Linked DNA regions of Macaca mulatta: region 2 is linked to region 1. Evidence: chromatin contacts called from public Micro-C data. All regions are on one chromosome and are shown on one strand. Each heading gives the region's core, a stretch centred on a gene start, on an enhancer-like site or on the middle of the called end of the contact. The rest is flanking DNA. Distances are from core to core; before and after follow the strand shown. Region 1 holds the start of ZNF568 (zinc finger protein 568). Region 2 holds the start of ZNF829 (zinc finger protein 829).

Region 1 (6,475 bases), core at 3,098-5,597:
GGGTCCAGGCCATTCTCCTGCCTCAGCCTCCCGAGTAGTTGGGACTACAGGCACCCGCCACCGCGCCCGGCTAGTTTTTTGTATTTTTTAGTAGAGACGGGGTTTCACCGTGTTAGCCAGGATGGTCTCGATCTCCTGACCTCGTGATCCGCCTGTCTCGGCCTCCCAAAGTGCTGGGATTACAGGCTTGAGCCACCGCGCCCGGCCCTCTTGGGCTAATTCCTAAAGATAATCACAATTTTCCAGTGATCACAGCTTACATATGCAAACCAACCAATCCTGAGTCTATACCTCTCTGATACTGTGATGTAATAAGAAATATATATTTTGGTCTTCATCCATATCCATGGTTCTTGGCTCATGCATCCTAAAGCCCTTGTAGTTTCCTAAACAGAGTATTTTCTGTTAAAACACTTGTTCTTGGCCGGACGCGGTGGCTCAAGCCTGTAATCCCAGCACTTTGGGAGGCTGAGACGGGCGGATCACGAGGTCAGGAGTTCGAGACCATCCTGGCTAACACGGTGAAACCCCGTCTCTACTAAAAAATACAAAAAACTAGCCGGGCGAGGTGGCGGGCGCCTGTAGTCCCGGCTACTCGGGTGGCTGAGGCAGGAGAATGGCGTAAAAACCCGGGAGGCAGAGCTTGCAGTGAGCTGAGATCCGGCCACTGCACTCCAGCCTGGGCGACACAGTGAGACTCCGTCTCAAAAAAAAAAAAAAAAAAAAAAAAAAAACACTTGTTCTTAGCCGAGTTCAGTGGCTCACACCTGTAATCCCAGCACTTTGAGAGGCCAAGGCGAGCAGATCACGAGGTCAGGAGTTCGAGACCAGCCTGGCCAACATGGTGAAACCCTGTCTCTACTAAAAATACAAAAATTAGCTGGGTGTGGTGACGCACATCTGTAATCCCAGCTACTCAGGAGGCTGAGGCAGAATTGCTTGAACCTTGGAGGCAGTGGTAGAAGTGAGCTGAGATTGCACCGCTGCACTCCAGCCTGGGCAACAGAGTAAGACTCTGTCTTGGGAAGAAACAAAACAAAAGAAAAACACTTCTTCTTTTGTCCTTGGTTATGTTCTGAATGTGTCCCCAAAATTAATATATTGAAACTTAATTGCCAATATGTTAGATTAAGAAGTGGAGCCCTTCACGCCTGTAATCCCAGCACTTTGGGAGGCCAAGGTGGGCGGATCACCTGAGGTCAGGAGTTTGAGACCAGCCTGGCCAACATGGTGAAACCCCGTCTCTACTAAAAATACAAAAATTAGCCAGGCTTGGTGGCATGTGCCTGTAATCCCAGCTACTCTGGTGACTGAGACAGGGGAATCACTTGAACCGGGGAGGGGACGTTGCAGTGAGCCAAGATCACGCCATTGTACTCCAGCCTGGGCGACAGAGAGAGACTCTGTCTCAAAAAAAAAAAAGAAGTGGAGTCCTTAGGAGGTGATTAGATTATGAGGGAAGAGCCTACATAGATGGAATTCGTGCTTTAAAAAAAAGGATTGAGGAGGCCAGGCGAGGTGGCTCACGCCTGTAATCCCAGCACTTTGGAAGGCCAAGAAGGGCACATCACAAGGTCAGGAGATGGAGACCATCCTGGCTAACACAGTGAAACCCTGTCTCTACTAAAAATACAAAAACTTAGCCGGGCGTGGTGGCGGGCGCCTGTAGTCCCAGCTACTCAGGAGGCTGAGGCAGGAGAATGGCGTGAACCCGAGAGGCAGAGCTTGCAGTGAGCCGAGATTGCGCCACTGCACTCCAGTCTGGACGACAGAGCCAGATTCCGTCTCAAAAAAAAAAAAAAAAAAAAAAAAAAAAACGGATTGAGGGAATGAGTCCAGCCCTTCAGTACCTTCTGACAAGTGGGGACACAGCATTCCTCCCCTCTGGAGGATGCAGCAACAAGGTCCTACCTTGGAAGCAGAGATCAGACCTAGCAGACACCAATCCTGCTGGCATCTCGAACTTCCCAACCTCCAGAACTGTGGGAAATAATTTTCCGTTATTTACAAATTACTTAGTCTCAGGTATTTTGCTATAGAAGTACTAAGGGACTAAGACACTTCAGTTCCTGAAATAGCACCAGAGTAATAAATGTGAAAGATGTCTTTATTGTTCATAACCAATCCCTTTCAACCACAAGGGAGTTAATGAGGTGATGTTGGGAAAGCCCCTACATAACCACAGGATAGGGCAACCAAACATGTGATGAGAAGGTTGGAAAGTTCTGCCCTACCCGGTGACTTCTGGGGAAAGGAAAAGGGTTGAAGGTTGAACTCATCACCAATCGCTGCTGATTTAGTTAATCATGCCTACGTAATGAAGCCTCCATAAAAACACAAAGGGCTCTGTTCAAACAGCTTATTTCCCAGACCTCCCACAGGCATTTAATTTTTTCTGTTCTTTAGGAGACATTGGTGGGGTAAACATACAAAAATGTGATTGCCTCATTCAACCAAGAGTCTTAGCCACAATTAAAAGATATTCAGACGGAGCTGCACAGGAATGTGATGTTGGAGAACTAGAGCAACAGAGCCACATTAGGTATAGATCGCTTCCCTGTATAGTCCAAATTTTGTTGTTTTTGTTTTTTGGGTCTTTGTTTGTTTTGTTTTAAGGAGTGGAGAGTTTAATAGGCAAGAAGGAAGGGAGAAGACAGTAGGAAGAAGTTCCCCCATACAGAGATGGGGTGTGGGGGTGGGAGGGGCTGCAAATCTCAGTTCACAGCAACCTCTGTCTCCCAGGTTCAAGCCATTCTCCTGCGTCAGCCTCCCTAGCAGCTGGGATTACAGGCACACACCACCATGTCTGGCTAATTTTGTATTTTTAGTAGAGATGGGATTTCGTCATATTAGCCAGGCTGGTCTTGAACTCCTGGCCTCAAGTGATCCACCCGCCTCGGTTTCCCAAAGTGCTGGGATTACAGGAATGAGCCACTGCACTCATGCTTTTCTTTCTTTCTTTCTTTCTTTCTTTCTTTCTTTCTTTCTTTCTTTCTTTCTTTCTTTCTTTCTTTCTTTCTTTCTTTCTTTCTTTCTTTCCTTTCTTTCTTTCTTTCTTTCTTTTTCTTTTTCTTTTTTTTTTGTAGAGAGTATGCTGTTCAGGCTGGTCTCAAACTGCTGGGCTCAAGTGATCCTCCTGCCTCAGCCTTCCAAAGTGCTTGGGATCACTAGGCATGAACCACCATGCCCAGCCTTTCCTGCCATTGTTAAAAGCTTCAGGATTAGATTTTACGTCAGCATTTCCTGTTGTCATATACTTCCCGCCATCATATTTCAGCAACCTCTGCCACCTCCCAAAGTTTCTAGCTTAAAGAGTTATTGATTTCCTCCTAGTTCCCCTTTCTGTCAGTTTTTTAATTTTATATTTGTTTTCAAATAAGTCATCACATTGATTTTAAAAATTTAAACAAGATTATAGTGAAAAAAGGAAGTTTCCCTTTCACAATTTATCTTCCCCATATGCATAATGACGGGTTTTTTTTTAAAAACTACTTTGAGTACTCATACTGATTTTGTTTTCTAGTTCAAAAGAAATGTCTGAATGTTAAATGTTTACATAAAAATGCTATTTTATTATATCAATAATGGAGCTTCCCCCCTTTGAAATTGCTGCTCCAGGAAGATACAAACTTATCACAATTTAAAGAGAAAATGAGACTTGGAGGTTCAGATTCCTCCACAGTCACAGTATCAGCTACCCATGCAGTGACCCACATTTAGGTGATTACACACATTCACACACAGATCCATACACGATCTTGCCCCCAGCCTCCACACACTCCATATGACCTCCCCACCCGCAAAGGTGCACACATCTTGACCTCACCTTTCTCACACATGCACCAATCTTACTGGCACGCGGTTTCTTTCACTCAACTACCCAGACACCCCTCATCTCACCAGCACAAGCAGTCCCACCGCAGTCTTACACACACTCGAGCCTTCCTTTGCCCAGTCTCGCATGCGTGACTGGGATCGCAGATTTGTCCCCTTCCGACTCCCCATCCTGATTCGGTCTCAGACGCTCAGGTCCCATATTGGAGTGCACTCTCCCGGCTCCTCCACACGCTACGCAGCTGCCCGCCTCAAGAGCGTCTGCGTGCTTCCAGCATTAAGTGGAATTCCGAGCAGCCTCCGGGGCACAGTTAGTCTAGTCACTGCGGCCAGACTCCCGCCTCAGGACCCAGAGGACGCAGCCCACTTACTTTGGCTGGGCCCATCCAGTCTCCGGCGAGGCTTGGACTACGTTTCCCAGGAGACCTTGCGGTCCAGTATGTCTCCCGGGGAGGGGCGGAAGCCCGGGAGCCGCCCTCTGAGGCTGGGCGGGGTGAAAGAAAACTTGCTCCAGAGGAGTTAAACAGGCAAGAAGGACTTGGTTGAAGACTGTTGCAATAGTCAACTTCCAATACAACAGCAGCTGGAGATTTATAACTAACGGGCTGGGTGAAGGAATTAAAGCATGGTAAATTACTAAGAGGAACTCAAGTATCAAGGGTGGGGGGATTGTTGCTAAACTGGCTTAGCTGGATTCTTGCTGAAGTGGGGTTCGCAGGCTATGGAGGAGGTCTGGCCAAACAAAAAGGGCTCAGAGGAGCCTGACTAAAGCTTGGTCTAGGGAGTCCTTGTCAGGTGAGACTCCCGGAAGGCTCCGATGGGCAGCTCACCCCAAATATTTAGTTTTGTTGGTGCCAGATTCCGCGCCACAGGAATCGGGATGGCTGGGCTGTAGCTTTCGGCAACCTGTCGCTTTCTGGACTACACTTCCCAGAAGCCTCTAGGCTCAGGGCTCTCTCCCGCGATAACTAGATAGTCTCTTGAGGAGTGGGCGGGATCTTCCCGCGGGTTTGGGCTGGCGGCCTTGGGGCTTTGTGAGATAGCTGGGGTCGGCTTGTTTGGATTCTAGTGGAGTGGAGCTGACCCTACCCGAACACGCGTAAGTGAGGCTGCTCGGAGCCTGGGGCGAGAGGAACTCCCGACCTGTGTGGGCTGCGTAGGGAGCAGGCTAAGGAGCGATTGTGAAGAGTGTGTACGGTTGTGACTGGGGGTGTCTCTATGGTGGGCGTGTATCTGTGCGACCGTGTATGGAACTGTGAGGGCGGGGAGGACTTTTTGTTTCTGTTTGTGCGGGTGTCAGTGGAGTTTAATTGTGACCGGGTTGGACACTGTGTTTGCGAGTGTGAGGTTCCTGGACCGCGGTTGTGACTGTGTGTCCCCTTGGCGTGTGTGTGTGTTTGTTACCATTTGCGGAACTGTGTGTAGTATGCCTTGTGAGGTTTGTGGCTGCTTCCGTGTGTGTGTGCGCGCGCGCGTGTTGGTGATATTGTTGATGTAGGGTGCGTGTGACTTTGTTGTCATTGCGACCCCAAGGTGTATGTCGCTGGGATTTTGAGTGAGAGATGTCCACGGACTCTGCAGTTGTGTCCGTGTCTGCCCCCGTGGTGTGTGTGAGTGTGTGATTGTGTGACCATGTGCAGCCTGTTGTGTTTAGGTTTGGGGTGCCTGTGACGTTTATGTCCCCATGATGTGAGTGAGTGAGTTTGTGTGACTATGTGTCTATATAGCCAATGTAGGTATGGGGAGTCTCTGTCTTTGTGACTTCAGCCACTGGAGACCTCTGTGAGCTCAGAAACAGATTCTGCCCAGAACGGCATTGACCCTGCCCGGATTGAGCAGGATGTCCTAGACTTCTTTGACTTTACTCTGTAGGTGGTGGGCAGTAGGGTAGCCAAGATAACTTCTGACATAGTCAAACCGGATCTCTCTCAGAAGAACCTGATGTTTCCTGACTCCTTTCTCCTTCCTCAGCTCTGCCCTGCTTGGATAGAGACCTCCGGAGAGGAGTAAAGAATGACTGTTGAACATCCTCAAGGCACCTGCAAGGTAGCTTGTCCTTTCCTCTTGTTTCCTGAAATCCCTTTTTCTTTGTCAGGACATAGTTGCTTTCCTTCTCTTGAAAATTCTTGCTTATCAGATGACCTGATCCCTGGAATTTCCCTTTTGAGAAAATGTGGTGTCTTCAAACCCCACCTCCAACACCGGATTTTCTCTTACTAATTTGTCAGACAATTTTAATTTTTCTTTTTTTTTCCTCTCTCTTTCTTTTATTTATTTATTTTATTTTTTTTTTGAGACAGAATCTGGCTCTGTCGCCCAGGCTGGAATGCAGTGGTGCGATCTTGGCTCACTACAGCTTCCACCTCCCGGACTCAAGCAATTCTCTTGTCTCAGCCTCCCGAGTAGCTGGAATTACAGGCATATGCCACCAAGCCCGGCTAATTTTTCTATTTTTAGTAGAGACAGGGTTTCACCTTGTTGCCCAGGTTGGTCTTGCACTCCTGGGCACGATCTATCCGCCTGCCTGAGCCTCCCAAAGTGCTGGGATTACAGGTGTGAGCCACCGCACTCGGTTTTAATTTTTCTTTATGCTATCTTTTTAAAAAATGTGATTTCTTTCAGATTATAAAAGTAAAACATG
Region 2 (6,382 bases), core at 3,155-5,654, 70 kb after region 1:
GGACACCAGCCTGGCCAACATGTTGAAACCCTGTCTTTACTGAAAATACAAAAAATTAGCTGGGCGTGGTGGCACAGGCCTGTAGTCCCAGCTACTCGGGGGGCTGAGGCAAAAGAATCGCTTGAACCCAGGAGGCAGAGGTTGCAATGAGCCGAGATCACACTACTGTACTCCAGCCTGGGCAACAGAGCAAGACTCCATCTCAAAAAATAAATAAATAAATAAATAAATAAATAAATAAATAATATATATGTGTATATTCATAGAGTGAAATACAACATAGCCAGTAAGAATGAACTAACACCAGATATATGCAGCACCATAGATATGTCACATAAACAACATGTTGAGCAAAAAAAGCCAAAGGCAAAAGACTAAATACTGTGCAACTGCATCTACATTAAGTTCAGAAATAGGCAAAACGAATCCCTGGTGCTAAATATCAGGATGGTATTTATTTTGGGAGAGGAAAAAGAGGCTGATGATTGGGAAGAGGCAGAGAAGGGGTTCTGAGGTGCTAGTAATGTTCCACTTATTGTCCTAGTAGTGGTTTCACCATTCTCAATTTCACCATGCTATGCACTCATAGTCATGTAGTTTTATGTGTGTATGTTATCCTTCAATTTCTTTTAAAGTAAGAAATAATCAAATGTTTGATAAATGAAAGAATGAGCTATTAAATCCAGAATGAACTGGTCAAAGACGTTAAATAGCTGAAAGTAGAGAAAATGAAAACAAGTACAGGGAAAGAAAAAGACACACACACGCACTTACACACATCTATTTCTTAGGGTAGGAGTGTCTACTGTTATACAATTCTAAACATAGCGTATCATAGGAAGGAATGAAACCTAAAATGTGGATAGAATAATTATAGCATAATTATAGCCAGGGAGGTACTTACTATATTGGACTAGGGAGAAAGTATGAGAAAAAAAAAAAGTGGGATACCTTACATGGAAGAGGCTTCGGGCCTTTAAAGGGAGCTTCCTGATAACATCTCAGAAGTATATCTCTTCATAGCCCTGCTCCTGAGCCATCATCTCTTACTTACCTGAACACAGGCCTCTAGTCAGCTCTCTGTCAACCATCCAGGGCTCTTTTCCTTGTTCCAATAAGGAGATCACAGCTGGCTTAGAATTGGAAAGTCCTGCTCACAAGAAAAGACATGGGACATGGTTATGCTCTGGGCTCCCCAGAAATCAGATCGAGTCCCTTAGTGATCAAAGAAGAGATGACATTACAAGAAGGACCAGAGAAAGATGGAGAAGATGAAGCTTCAGCCGCAGCCCATTGGAGCTGCCCACTTCCAACTCTTCCATTCTATTTCAACTCAAACCATTCCTTAGGGAAGAGGGAGCAGAAATTCAGCTGGTTACATGAAGCAAATAATTCACAGTGGAGAAAGGAGACATTTACAAGGGCAGACTCTGAATTTTGGGGAATAGTTATCCTTACCCACTGAAACCAGGTTGCTGAAATTCTCCAACATTACTTCTTTGTATAAATTCATCTGACCAGAGTCCAGGCATTCCCATTCCTCTTGAGAGAAGTCTATGGACACATCCCTGAACATCACTGACCCCTGAAACAACAAACATGCTTTCACAATGGAAGGAGAAAAGAAAAAGATGGTGGTAGAGGTGGCAAGAAAGGACAGAGTAAGCAAAATTAAAGGGGGTGAATCCTATCATATCAGAAGATATATGTCCTGTGTACAAAGGGATGTACAAGTAGGCTGGACTTTTCCAGTGATAGGAAACAGCATGCATTCAGTTCAATTAGTGAGTTTCTTCCCCCTCCCCACTTTCCCTTTATGCCCCAAGAGACAGGAAAATGGGAGGAGCTTTCAAACACATCTCATAATACTTGGAGTAAAAATTCAGAATATCAGGGCAAAACAAAAATGAAAGTTCGGGCCGGGCGCGGTGGCTCAAGCCTGTAATCCCAGCACTTTGGGAGGCCGAGACGGGCGGATCACGAGGTCAGGAGATCAAGACCATCCTGGCCAACCCGGTGAAACCCCGTCTCTACTAAAAAAAAATACAAAAAACTAGCCGGGCGAGGTGGCGGGCGCCTGTAGTCCCAGCTATTCCGGAGGCTGAGGCAGGAGAATGGCGTGAACCCGGGAGGCGGAGCTTGCAGTGAGCTGAGATCCGGCCACCGCACTCCAGCCTGGGTGACAGAGCGAGACTCAGTCTCAAAAAAAAATGAAAGTTTCTAAAAGCTTCTAGGAAGAAAAGACAGATGACATAAGTTTTCAGGAATCAGAATGGCAATAGACTTCTCAATAGCATCATTTGAAACAAGAAAAAAAACAAGTAATTCCTTTAATATTATAAAGGAAAATAAATTCTGAAATAGAATTCTATCTCCAATCAGATTACTAAGCCACTATGAAGATTAAATCAAGACAATTTGAAATCTGCAGGGAATGATAAAAGTATTTCCAATGTGGCTTTTCTTAGGAAGCTACTGGGCTACATGTTCCATCAAAACTAGGGAGTAAATTAGGAAAAAGAAAAGGTACTATATTAAGACACTGGAAAACTAACATGAAAATGGTGATGAAAGTGCCAGTATAATTATAAAAGGCAAATCCTAGAACACCATCCAGCAGCAGACTGAGAGAACAGCATCTAGGAACATAAGAAGTGAGGACTATAGGAAAGACATCTCCAAAGAAAACTAAGGAGCTAGTATGTTTGATCATGCAGAAAATATCGACAGGCAACTGACAGCAATGTTAGAGAATTTGAAAATGATTACGTGGGATCATATTTATGACACTTTTTTTGTAAAAATGTAAACATCAAATGGCAAATGAAACAAAATTTGGTTCTTGACTAATAATGAAAACACATTAAAATATTAACACTAGTTATCTGAGTGGTCAAATTTTATTTTTTCCTGGTAATACTGTATTTTTGAGATCTCTAAACTAATCATCCTTTTATTTTTAAATCATAATAAATATTTGAGAAGAAAATTCAGCAAGCATAAGTGGAGCAACCATCCTTTTCTGTGATGGGAAAATTATAGGGACCTAGAATTAAATGACATTCCTTTATTAAGCAAGAATTTTCAGAAGAAAAAGAAGAAACCCCAACACACCTTGGATACTGCTTGTAGAAGTTCATCATGCATTCTTTCCGCCTCTTCTTGGTGACACCTGGAGAAAGGTAAAATTGGGAGAGGGAAGAGTAACTGTGAGACACCAGGTTTTTCTTGGTACCCAAATTAGTCAAGTAAGCGGTCTTCCCCAGCCCCATTACCCACCACACATGGGGAATGGAGATCCGAGTAGAATGGGGCATCCTGTCCAATTCCAGTGGCTCAGGGGAAAGGCTGTGTTCACTGCTGTCCAGGGTTCGAATCTGACCACCAGACCTCAGAGAGGTTTCCTAGAGACAGAGCTCTGGAGTCACAATCGCACAGTTGACGGGACCTCATACTCATACACAGAATGCCACATACAGTTAGGGACAGTCACACTTAAATCAAGGCGACATGCACGTCTCACCTGCACACACGGAGCCACACACGGCAACACAGTTACAATCACATACACACCATAGGAAACACAATTACAGCTGCACAATCGTAGGCACCCCACACTGTCGCAGTCACAATCACACATCACCACGGGTACACACAGCCACAACCCCTCCAGTGACAGGTATCCCATATCCGCACATAAGCCGCAGTGTTATTATCTCCCAGACAATTCCACAGCCTCCCCTCTTTTTTGGAGGGGTGGGGACAGAGTCTCGCTCTGTCGCCAGGCTGGAGTGCAGTGGCGCGATCTCGGCTCACAGCAACCTCCGCCTCCCGGGTTCAAGTGATTCTCCTGCCTCAGCCTCCTAGTATCTGGGACTACCGGCGCGCGCCACCAAGCCCAGCTAATTTTTGTATTTTTAGTAGAGATGGGGTGTCACCATGTTGGCCAGGATGGTCTCGATCTCTTGACCTCGTGATCCGCCCGCCTTGGCCTCCCAAACACAACCTCCCCGTTTCAGGCAGCTCTGCCCACACGGGCCCAAGGCGCCAGCTCCCCACCAGCCTTCGGTATCCTCAACTAAGCCCTTTCCAGTCATCCCGGATGGGAACTTGCAGACCTGAGCCAGTTCTCCCGGGGACCAAAATATCTCACCTCCCAGATCTAAGAGTCCCGCCAGGAGTGACGAAACGTTCGAATTCCTGCGAGAAAAGTGGCAGGCCACCAGGCCCTCTGGGAAATGTAGTCCAGAGCGGGACCCACGCCGATTCCTGTCAGCTCCTCGCCTGGGCCCACCCGAAACGGCTGCTCCCTCAACTCTCAACATCCAGCTGAGCCTCAGAGTTGCGGGTGGCTGTAGCGCTGGGCAATGGAGATGAGCCTCCCCGGGAACCTGGCCCACGCCTCACTCTCACACAGGAAACGCAGACGTGTTCTGGCCGGATGTTGAGTGGGGCCGCGGGGCCTGCTGGGAGGTGTTGTCCTCGGAAACGTCGCGGACGTGGAGGGATGGTTCGGGGCTTTAGGCGTCTGTTCCACACCTATCTGTGGGTCCCCTTCACCCAGAATCTCAGAAACTGCGCGTGGGATGAACATTCGGGTGTTTCCGGCAGGTGACGCTGCCAAGTCCCCGCTGCAGGGGGCGAGCAAGGGACTCGCGGCTGACGGGACACGGAGCCACTTAGGCCCAGAGTGTCCCGAGTAGCGGCAGTGGGGAGTGCTCAGGGTACGCTACTGGTAAGTGGTTGCAGTTGTTGGGACAGAAAACTGTGAAGGGAGTTAGTGTGGGTGTGTGGTTGTGTGTGTGAGTGTGACGGCACGAATGATTGTGATGGGGTGATTGTGATGTTTGGTTGCGCGTGATTATGATGAAATGTGTGATATGTGTGTGATTGTGATTAAGGCTCTAGTGAGTGTGAGCGTGGCGAAGTGTGCGTGATTGTAATATGTCTAGTAGTTCTTGTCTTGAGCTGGCTTCTCTGTAGCATTTGGCATAGTTGATAACGACTTGAAAAACACTTATTTGTTTTTTACTGGTCCTCTCTCCCTGTTGGCCACTCCTCTCCTTTGCTGTCTTTTTTACCCTAGTAGTCCTTGACCCTACAATTTGTAGTTTTCCAGTATTCCTTGGTGAACTTTTCAGGTTCATTATTCTCTTACGACTTGCTGCTTTTATGTATATTAGTTAGCTATTGCCATGATAATAATGATGTCTAAAAACCACCCCTGAACTCAATGCCATACAACAGCAAGTCCTTATTCTCCTGTTCACAGGCTGGCGCGTTGACGGTGTTCAGCTGATCTAGGTGGGGCTTGGCTGAGTGGATAGGCTGCGCGACGAGTTAAGATCTGCTCCGCATCTGTTCTTTCTGGATCTCAGGCCAAAAGCACATTTATTGCCAGGGCATGCTCTGCTCATGATGGGTCACCGGAGCACAAGAGAGATTGCCTTAACCAGAACAAGTCACATGGCTAAGCCTAAAATCAATTATGCCCACAATTGGAGGGCAAAGTTACCTTCCAAAGAGTATGAATATATAATCTATTAGAGGGGGTGAGGAATTGGACTAAAATTCCAGTCTACCACCTTAAGAAACATACCTCTTTATCCTGGTGAGTGCCTTTTAGTCCAGGTTCGCTTTTGTCTGATAATATTGCTTTTCAAGTTTTATTGTATTTCTTAAGAATTTCATTTTCTAACCCCTTTGTGTCTTTATGTTTCAGATTTGTGTCTTGTGAGGAGCATATTGCTGGGTTTACATCCGTTTATCCCGTTTGACTGTTATTTTAATAGGTGAGTATAATTCAGTGGCATTTATCATGATTGCTCGTATAAACGTTTTATTTTCTATTTATTATGCCTTAAACATTTTTGAGTGACATATAATAGTTGCACATATATCTTTTTTTATTGGGCAAATTCACCTTATCCCTTTTTCTCCCCTACTTTGGTTTCTGCTATTATCCTTCTATTTTTAATATGCATACTTAACAAAACTCAACCTTAAGACTTTAAAATACTTGAACTCCAAAATATCCGCCAATTTCTGTGTTATTCTTGTCTGGTATATTATTTTCTTCTAGTTTTTGTTGTTGTTGTTTTGTTTTGTTTTGTTTTTTGAGACGGAGTCTCGCTCTGTCACCCAGGCTGGAGTGCAGTGGCACGGTCTCGGCTCACTGCAACCTCTGCCTCCTGAGTTCAAGCGATTCTTCTGCCTTAGCCTCCGGAGTAGCTGGAACTACAGATGTGCCACCACACAGCTGATTTTTTGTATTTTTAGTAGAGACTGGGTTTCACTGTGTTAGCCACCGTGTTAGATCTCCTGACATCGTGATTTGCCCACCTCAGCATCCCAAAGTGCTGGGATTATAGGCGTGAGCCAC

The links. A called contact is a pair of places that touch in the nucleus more often than the background predicts.
Region 2: a Micro-C map of CD4 T cells shows a contact between it and region 1, with 5 times the contacts expected there. The contact joins the promoter of ZNF829 here to the promoter of ZNF568 in region 1. A contact is called at or near these places in 2 of 14 Hi-C or Micro-C datasets (CD4 T cells and cortical neurons).

What each region holds. Positions count from the first base shown.
Region 1 is chr19:48,061,085-48,067,559 of T2T-MMU8v2.0, forward strand. It overlaps ZNF568 (zinc finger protein 568), which reads left to right and starts at 4,348. Exons shown (of 11, transcript XM_077982520.1): 1 at 4,348-4,462; 2 at 5,806-5,880. The region is part of intron 1 of ZNF875 (zinc finger protein 875); the gene reads left to right. It also overlaps a transcript of ZNF790 not described here and a transcript of ZNF345 not described here.
Region 2 is chr19:48,130,978-48,137,359 of T2T-MMU8v2.0, forward strand. It overlaps ZNF829 (zinc finger protein 829), which reads right to left and starts at 4,405. Exons shown (of 7, transcript XR_013410592.1): 1 at 4,154-4,405; 2 at 3,115-3,172; 3 at 1,459-1,585; 4 at 1,055-1,150. The region is part of intron 1 of ZNF875 (zinc finger protein 875); the gene reads left to right. It overlaps ZNF568 (zinc finger protein 568), which reads left to right. Exons shown (of 11, transcript XM_077982520.1): 5 at 5,273-5,611; 6 at 5,723-5,792.